Regions from separate parts of the Mus musculus genome. Here region 2 is linked to region 1. A link is a contact called in public Hi-C data. All regions are on one chromosome and are shown on one strand. Each heading gives the region's core, a stretch centred on a gene start, on an enhancer-like site or on the middle of the called end of the contact. The rest is flanking DNA. Distances are from core to core; before and after follow the strand shown. Region 1 overlaps Nrp2 (neuropilin 2). Region 2 overlaps Gm4208 (a long non-coding RNA gene).

The links. Hi-C and Micro-C count contacts between places; a contact is called where the count stands out from the background.
Region 2: a Hi-C map of liver shows a contact between it and region 1, with 2.1 times the contacts expected there. The contact joins two enhancer-like sites. A contact is called at or near these places in 1 of 39 promoter capture datasets (embryonic stem cells), 6 of 15 datasets of contacts at CTCF or cohesin (the G1E-ER4 cell line, embryonic stem cells and stem cell-derived epiblast-like cells), 80 of 484 Hi-C or Micro-C datasets (2-cell-like embryonic stem cells, the G1E-ER4 cell line, the HL-1 cell line and 13 more), 10 of 115 datasets of contacts at active chromatin or transcription factors (embryonic stem cells and pancreatic cancer cells) and 1 of 9 other capture datasets (embryonic stem cells).

The regions. Positions count from the first base shown.
Region 1 is chr1:62,722,426-62,725,687 of GRCm38.p6, forward strand. The region is part of intron 2 of Nrp2 (neuropilin 2); the gene reads left to right. Among named protein-coding and RNA genes, the nearest start is that of Gm29083, 5.9 kb to the left of the region's middle. Within about 2 kb of position 2,001, at least 66 of the 459 cell types and tissues checked have an H3K27ac peak or open chromatin away from gene starts, as enhancers often do. A contact at or near this core is called in liver, where this site is marked.
Region 2 is chr1:62,825,717-62,828,873 of GRCm38.p6, forward strand. The region is part of intron 1 of Gm4208 (a long non-coding RNA gene); the gene reads right to left. Among named protein-coding and RNA genes, the nearest start is that of Gm35120, 9.6 kb to the right of the region's middle. Within about 2 kb of position 1,790, at least 10 of the 459 cell types and tissues checked have an H3K27ac peak or open chromatin away from gene starts, as enhancers often do. A contact at or near this core is called in liver, where this site is marked.

The DNA.
Region 1 (3,262 bases), core at 751-3,250:
TAAGTCTACGTAGATTCAGAACAAAACTACCTCATTCCTGTCAAAGTGAAGCCCATTGAGGAACAATCTCTCCGGGCAGAGTCCCTCCGTGGAAGTCCTGAACATTTTAAAGCCTCACTTCCATGTTTTCTTAAACAAAACCAACAAACGTTGAGGAGAGTCATTTTTTGTTCTTGATGATTTAGGATGGTAATTCTAGACTTCACTCCTTCGTGCACGATGAAGGCCGATCAATGTCCTCTTTGGATCTGATTGGCTCTTGAGGATGGATGCACTTGAATGCAGTACCGGCAAAGCCCAGAAGAGGGCGCCAGATTCCCCTGAAGCCACAGCTAACAAGCAGTTGTGAGCTTTTGAATGGCTGTGCTGTGAACTGGGCTCGCCGCAGAGCCATCTCCTCAGTCTACATTTGAATTTTTGTTGAGCTTTTAAACATCTTAAGTCCCCCAAACCATGATAACAAGTACTTTGCTGTGTCTAGTTTGTGTTACCACAGTAAGTTAGCAAGCTCGTTAAATGCCTCTGTCATGGGAAACTCGAGACTATTTTCTCCTCGTACTTCTTGCTTTCAATTCTTATGAGTATCCTTCCTCATACAGCCTCCCTCTTCTGACTTGCCTTTATTTTTCATATGTATCAATTTTGCCGTAGAAGATCTTTGCTGTCTATGCCAAAGATTAGGTCCTGGGGTTCAAGATTTCAACCCTAAGTCCGTGTAAATTCAAGGCTACCATTTCTTACTTGCTTCGTTCAGCCAAGGCCACGACAGAGTAAGGACTGCCTGGAGATTGACTCTCACCCCGACTGAGCGTAACACAGCACCCATAGTTCTCAGCGTTGGTTTAGACTCCTGTTTCTTCTGATCCTCTCAGTCCCCTACATTCTGGATATGGGTATGGGCCTCTTGCCAACTGTCCTAGCTAAACAAAATGTGCTTGTGTTTACTTACCACAGAGGGTCCCTCTAAATCTTAGAAGATCCTGGGTTGATAAATTAACCATGAGGCTAAGCAGGGGCAAGAAACCAGACCTCAGTAAGCTGGTCCCTTCATGACGAGCAGTCAGCGCTTCCCTGTGCTCAGCAAACAGCCAACATTCCCAGCAACCAAACATAGCTCTTCCACCCGTATGAAGTCTCCCTGAGCTCCCGTGGCATGGGCTGTACCTCCTTCTCTACCCATGTTTCCCCAGGGTTTGTCTCCTTGCCCTTTATTGGCTCCTGCTCCAAGCCACCTCAATCACACTGTCTGTTCCAGTGTGATGATCTCACGCTCTCCAATGGCACAGACCCCATACCCAGACTATGAACTGCAGAAACGAGCCTGCGAGAGAACTCAGCAGGTGTGTGCACATACTTCTTTTATTGATGTCTTGTCACCGATTGCACCAAGGCATCCGTGATATGAACTGTGGTATAAATTGTGTTGGAAAGTGGGCAGGTCAGGGTTTCCCCATTCTTCCATCTGAGATTACAAAGGAAGGACAAAGATGATGGGATCTGGGCTATACATGTCACTAACTACTCAGACTTGGGTCTGTCACCAGCCAAATGGCCATAGGCCGTTCACTCTGTGCCCAGGAAGTGCTTAAAAGCACCTATTATTGCCAAACTTGATGGCCAGTTTTGGAAATACATGGGGTTAGTAAATTGTACCCTTTGACCTGATAGATTTTGGGACTCCAGAGTAGGAGGTGGTGAGGTCAAACTGTCCCAGCTGGCACAGTACGTCTGAGCCTGGCAGTGGGTTGGCAATTTTCTGTCTTTGTCTCAATAGACAGGAAAGCATATGAAATAGCTCCTCCGACACACACAAATGAAGAATCGTGCTCTCAGACGGCTTAAGCAAGTGACCCTCAGGTCCTGTCCTCTGAAGGGCCTGGGTAAGGATTTGAGCCCTACTTTCCAGTCTGCCCTTCTTTAATCTCATGCTGTCTGCCTCCCCCTCCCTCACACTGCATGTCCCCACTGTGACTTGATGGGAGACTGTTATCTGAGTCCACAGTACCCAGGTCCAGCTTAGGCTGGAAGACCCGGGGAGGCTCCCTGGAAGAGGAGCTGCCTATACTGACCCTAGAGGAGTCAGTCAGCAAGAGGGAATGTGCAAGGGTGGCACTCTGAAGAGAGGACTGTCGCTAGCTCTGGGAAGTACAGTCATAAACATGGCTGACCTTCATTTCCTTTCCTGTGAGTGCTGTCAGGGCAGGGGCAAGAGAAGGAAGGCTGTCCTTGTGACTTTTGCTACAAACCCTCTTCCTGGCAAAAAAAAAAAAAAAAAAAAAAAAAAAGGTGCCTGACATGTTACTTAACTCTATTTCCTGGCCAGGCCACTTCCCCCACCTCCTCAGGAGGGGGACCCAGAGCAGGAAGCAGGAAAGGCTGGGATTATGGGGAGTCTACGGCCCCGCCCTCCCCGCGGTTGTAATGTCTCTTCTGCCTAGATCCCTATGTCCAGATGTCCTTAGGATAATGGAGAGTGTGGTTTGTTCTGGCACAGTCCAGGTTACAATCTGGATTAAGTCCTCGTCAGTTCACTCCTGTCCAGACCCTAGATCCCTTTTCTTTTCTCTGGGAAATCAAATTACCCAATTGGAGGTGTGGCTTCAGCTGGGAACCCCTGAAGTCGAAACAGAGCCAGTCTCTGTGGTATAAGAGGATGCCATGTGCTGGCTCAGGAAGAGGGACCCTTGGGTTGATTACTCATGACATTGGGACAGATTTACTGCCTGCCCACCACAGAAATATCCCCATTCTCCAAGGATCGGGTGAGCATTAGTATTTTTCTGTATTGCAACAACCCTCCTAATGACAGAAACAGACCCACCTCTGGGAGTTGGTGCAATAGTAGGACCGGCCGCATTAGCCAGAACCCAGCTGCCAGCTGACCTGCCCTCTGCAACCTTGACCAAGGACTCCCTCTGCCCAGCAATGTCAGCTCACCCAAGAAGAGGGGAACAACAGCCCACAGATTCTTCTCCTCCTCTTTCCAAGGTTAAAGAGCAGTTGGGACAACAGTTATTTTTGGCTGTTTGTTTTTAAATATTCGATGTTGCAATCGCAAACGTTCTCCGTGCAAGCGAGCTTCACTGTGGCTGTCTTTCTTAACAATGTGTTTTATCTCCTGATTGAGAAAATCACTTGAGATTTTATCCTACATGATCCCCCTTGCTCTGCTTCTCAACCCTGGCACCTTCTTGAAGCCTGGAGATCCCAGAGGGCCAGCATCTCGCCCCATGTAACTCTGTGTAATTCTCCCATCTAATTA
Region 2 (3,157 bases), core at 540-3,039, 100 kb after region 1:
GAGCCGAAGTATTAAAACAAACAAACAAACAAACAAACAAACAAAACAGTGTTTGTGGTCTGATTAGAATGAGTGTATAAAACCAGGGCAGAAAACGAGGGGAGTGTGTTTGCCCTAATTATAGACAACCACAGAGAGGCACCAAGCGCCTCCCTCAGCCAGGCTCACTCCCTCAGTGAAGAGGTAGAGATTAGAAATCTTGGTTGGTTTCCCATCTGTTGTTTAGTCATCATGATCCACAAATGCAATCAAATCTGGATATAAACCCCTTCTTACAATTTGACCACGTGGTTAGAATTACAGTTGCAGATGGTGACACTCACACATGTGACTCAGACGATAGCCTAGTGCCCTGCCATCACCCCAGAGTCTATAAGAACCCATGGGGTGTCCAGATGTCTAATGACACCACCATTTGCACCCATGCCTTCAAGAAGAAAGACGCTGCCTGTGCAGCTCACTATGCCAACGGAAACAACAGGTGCAGAAGACAGAGGCCACTGTGGAGCCATTTGGACACGATACTGGGGCTTAACATAGCAAGAGTGCCACCGGCTTGGCATGCCTGTGCTGATCTCCCTCAGAGATGGGCCTGGAGTCACATCACAGCCCCCGTTGCCGTTCCAGGTGGTCCCACCTACTCCTTCTCTCCACCAAGATGAAAGGCAGCTGGGGAGGGCATCTCTCAAAGAGATGGGTCATATCCAACTCATTTTTCCTAGGTGCTGACAAGTCACTGTGAAAGTCTAAAAATGTGTAGCACAGCAAAAATACACAGGTCACCATGTTCTGGTGAGTGATTACCAGAAGAGAAATTCATTATGTGGGGGCTCTTGGCTCCCATCGTGGAAGGGCGTGTTACATTAACAAGATGAAAGGTCCCTGAGGTTCTCTCCCCAGTGTGGACTCCGCTGCTACGGCTCACCACGATTTCAATTTCCGTTGCTTTGTGGGATCAGAGCCCAAAGTCGAGAGAAGGTAATTTAGCTATACTAATCAAAAAGGGGGTCACTGGTAGCCAACACCAACTGGCGCTTACAACTTATAACTGCATGAGAGTCTTTCTTCTGACCAGCACGAGTTATGACCACTAAAGCCAGGCACCCGTACCTAGGTCCAGGCAGAGAGGGTCCTTTTATTTTTAAATGTACAACTTGCTTTCCTGTGCAGGGTGCACAGACCTTTCTGAAGATGAGCCCAGACATCAGAATATCATTGCTGTGTCTACAGGGCGGGTTGGGGGTTGCTTTTTCCCTATATTGATGTACATCCCAGCAGGCCCAGTACAGAAACTGAGCTGAGGAGTGCTGAATGTCAAAGATGAGGACGATATTCCAGGCTTTGCTCAGGTCTGGACCAAGTTCGGAGGTGATGGAGAGAGAGCCTTCATTCTGAGGTGGCTAGAGGAATCAGTAAGTTTCACATCCTTGCCTCTAGGAGCCGCACATTCGAGTTTTGGGCTTATCATCTCTGTTCTCCATTTTCCACCCTGTACGTAACAAGATAAGGGGCTAAGGCTAGGTTAGGCAGGAAGAGGTCCCACAAAAAATGAGTGGGTCAGCAACTCTCCCTGAGTCATCTTTCTGCCCCTTCTGGCTGCTTCCTACACACGGTGAGGCCAAGCTCTCTATCACAGAATGTACAGCCAGGCACAGGATGTGAGGCATCTTGACAAGGACAGGACTCCCAACGATGCCTTCCCAGGCAGACCCAGAAGCCTTATAGGAGGCTCTGCCTGGTGCCCAACCTTTCACCTCCAGACACTGCTGGTGCAAATGTCAACCAAAGTACATGAGCCAAGCTGGGCACACTCACCAGCCAGCCAGTGTTAAATATTAAACGTCCTTGGTAGCAGGCCGGCCTGAAAGCTGCCATTTCGTTCGTTCGTTAAGCGGCTTTCTCCAGGCTCAGTTCAAGAGACTGCATCTCCCAAAAGCGCACCATGGAGACCTGCCCTCCTCCTGCTCAGCGCTGGAGAAGCCTTCAAAGCTGTTCAATTTGTCTGAGCCCCATCCATCTTTAATGTCACAGTCTACGTTTTCTCCTCTCTTCCGTTTTCAAAGCAGCCAAAAAAGAAAATGTCACTGCATCTGGGGCCAATTCAAAAACCAGGCTTAAATGAAGTTCTGTTTCATTCTCCTGGGACCCCCCATGTTTTTATCTCCCAAGGAGCCTTTAGGGGGTACCTCAGCACAGCCCCCACCCCCTGTGTTCACATCTCTACCCAGGGCTCTGTGTGACTGCAGCACCCATGAAGGTGAAAACACATTGATGTTTACGGAAACAGGACAGGAGGAAGGGGATGGGTGTCAATTCCTGACAGGGACTGGAAGATTGAGCAGCTAATGCAAGCCTGTGTGCCTTGGTCATGGAAGGCATGCACTGGGACACAGTCTGAGCCTCCTGGGGCACCTCATCCTCCTTCCAGGTTTTGAAAAGTCCAGGCAAGCTGTGCAGAGGCAGGTGCCAGCTCAGAGGAGTATGACAGTCAGAATGCATTCATGACAACCCCTCTCCCCTGCCACCAGCCTCACCCAGGAATGCAGAGCTGATGCTCTTGACTGAGGCTTAAGAGGGTGGCTGTCATCAGAGAGGACATGGGCGGGAGATAAGGGACTCCATCAGTGTCAGGCCAGGCCCGACACAACACTGCCATAAATCACTTTGGTTAAGATTCTCAGCTGCTAACTCAGAGAAGGGCAAGCAGGTGAGAGTGAAATAGGAGAACATCACGGTGTAGACAGACAACGTCTTTGGTCTCTGCCCTGGGACAAAGGGCAGACTGTTAAGAGTTTTGCTCATCCATTCTCAAGCTAATCAGATGCAAATGTGTGCTGGGCAAGGCTGGCACCTGAGTTTGATCTCTGGAACCCATGAAAGTTGTCCTCTAAGTTCCATACTTACACCGTGGTACCCAAATACACACACACACACACACACACACACACACACATGGAGGCACACACACACAGAGGCACACACACAATAATTATACTAAATTTAAAATGTGGTAAAATCCACATAATGTATAAATTATTACTTTAGGAGATAGATTGATCCTGATAGATACATACATAGATAATGGATGATAGATAGATAGATAGATAGATAGATAGATAGATAGATAGATAGATAGATGATTGATAATAAATGATAG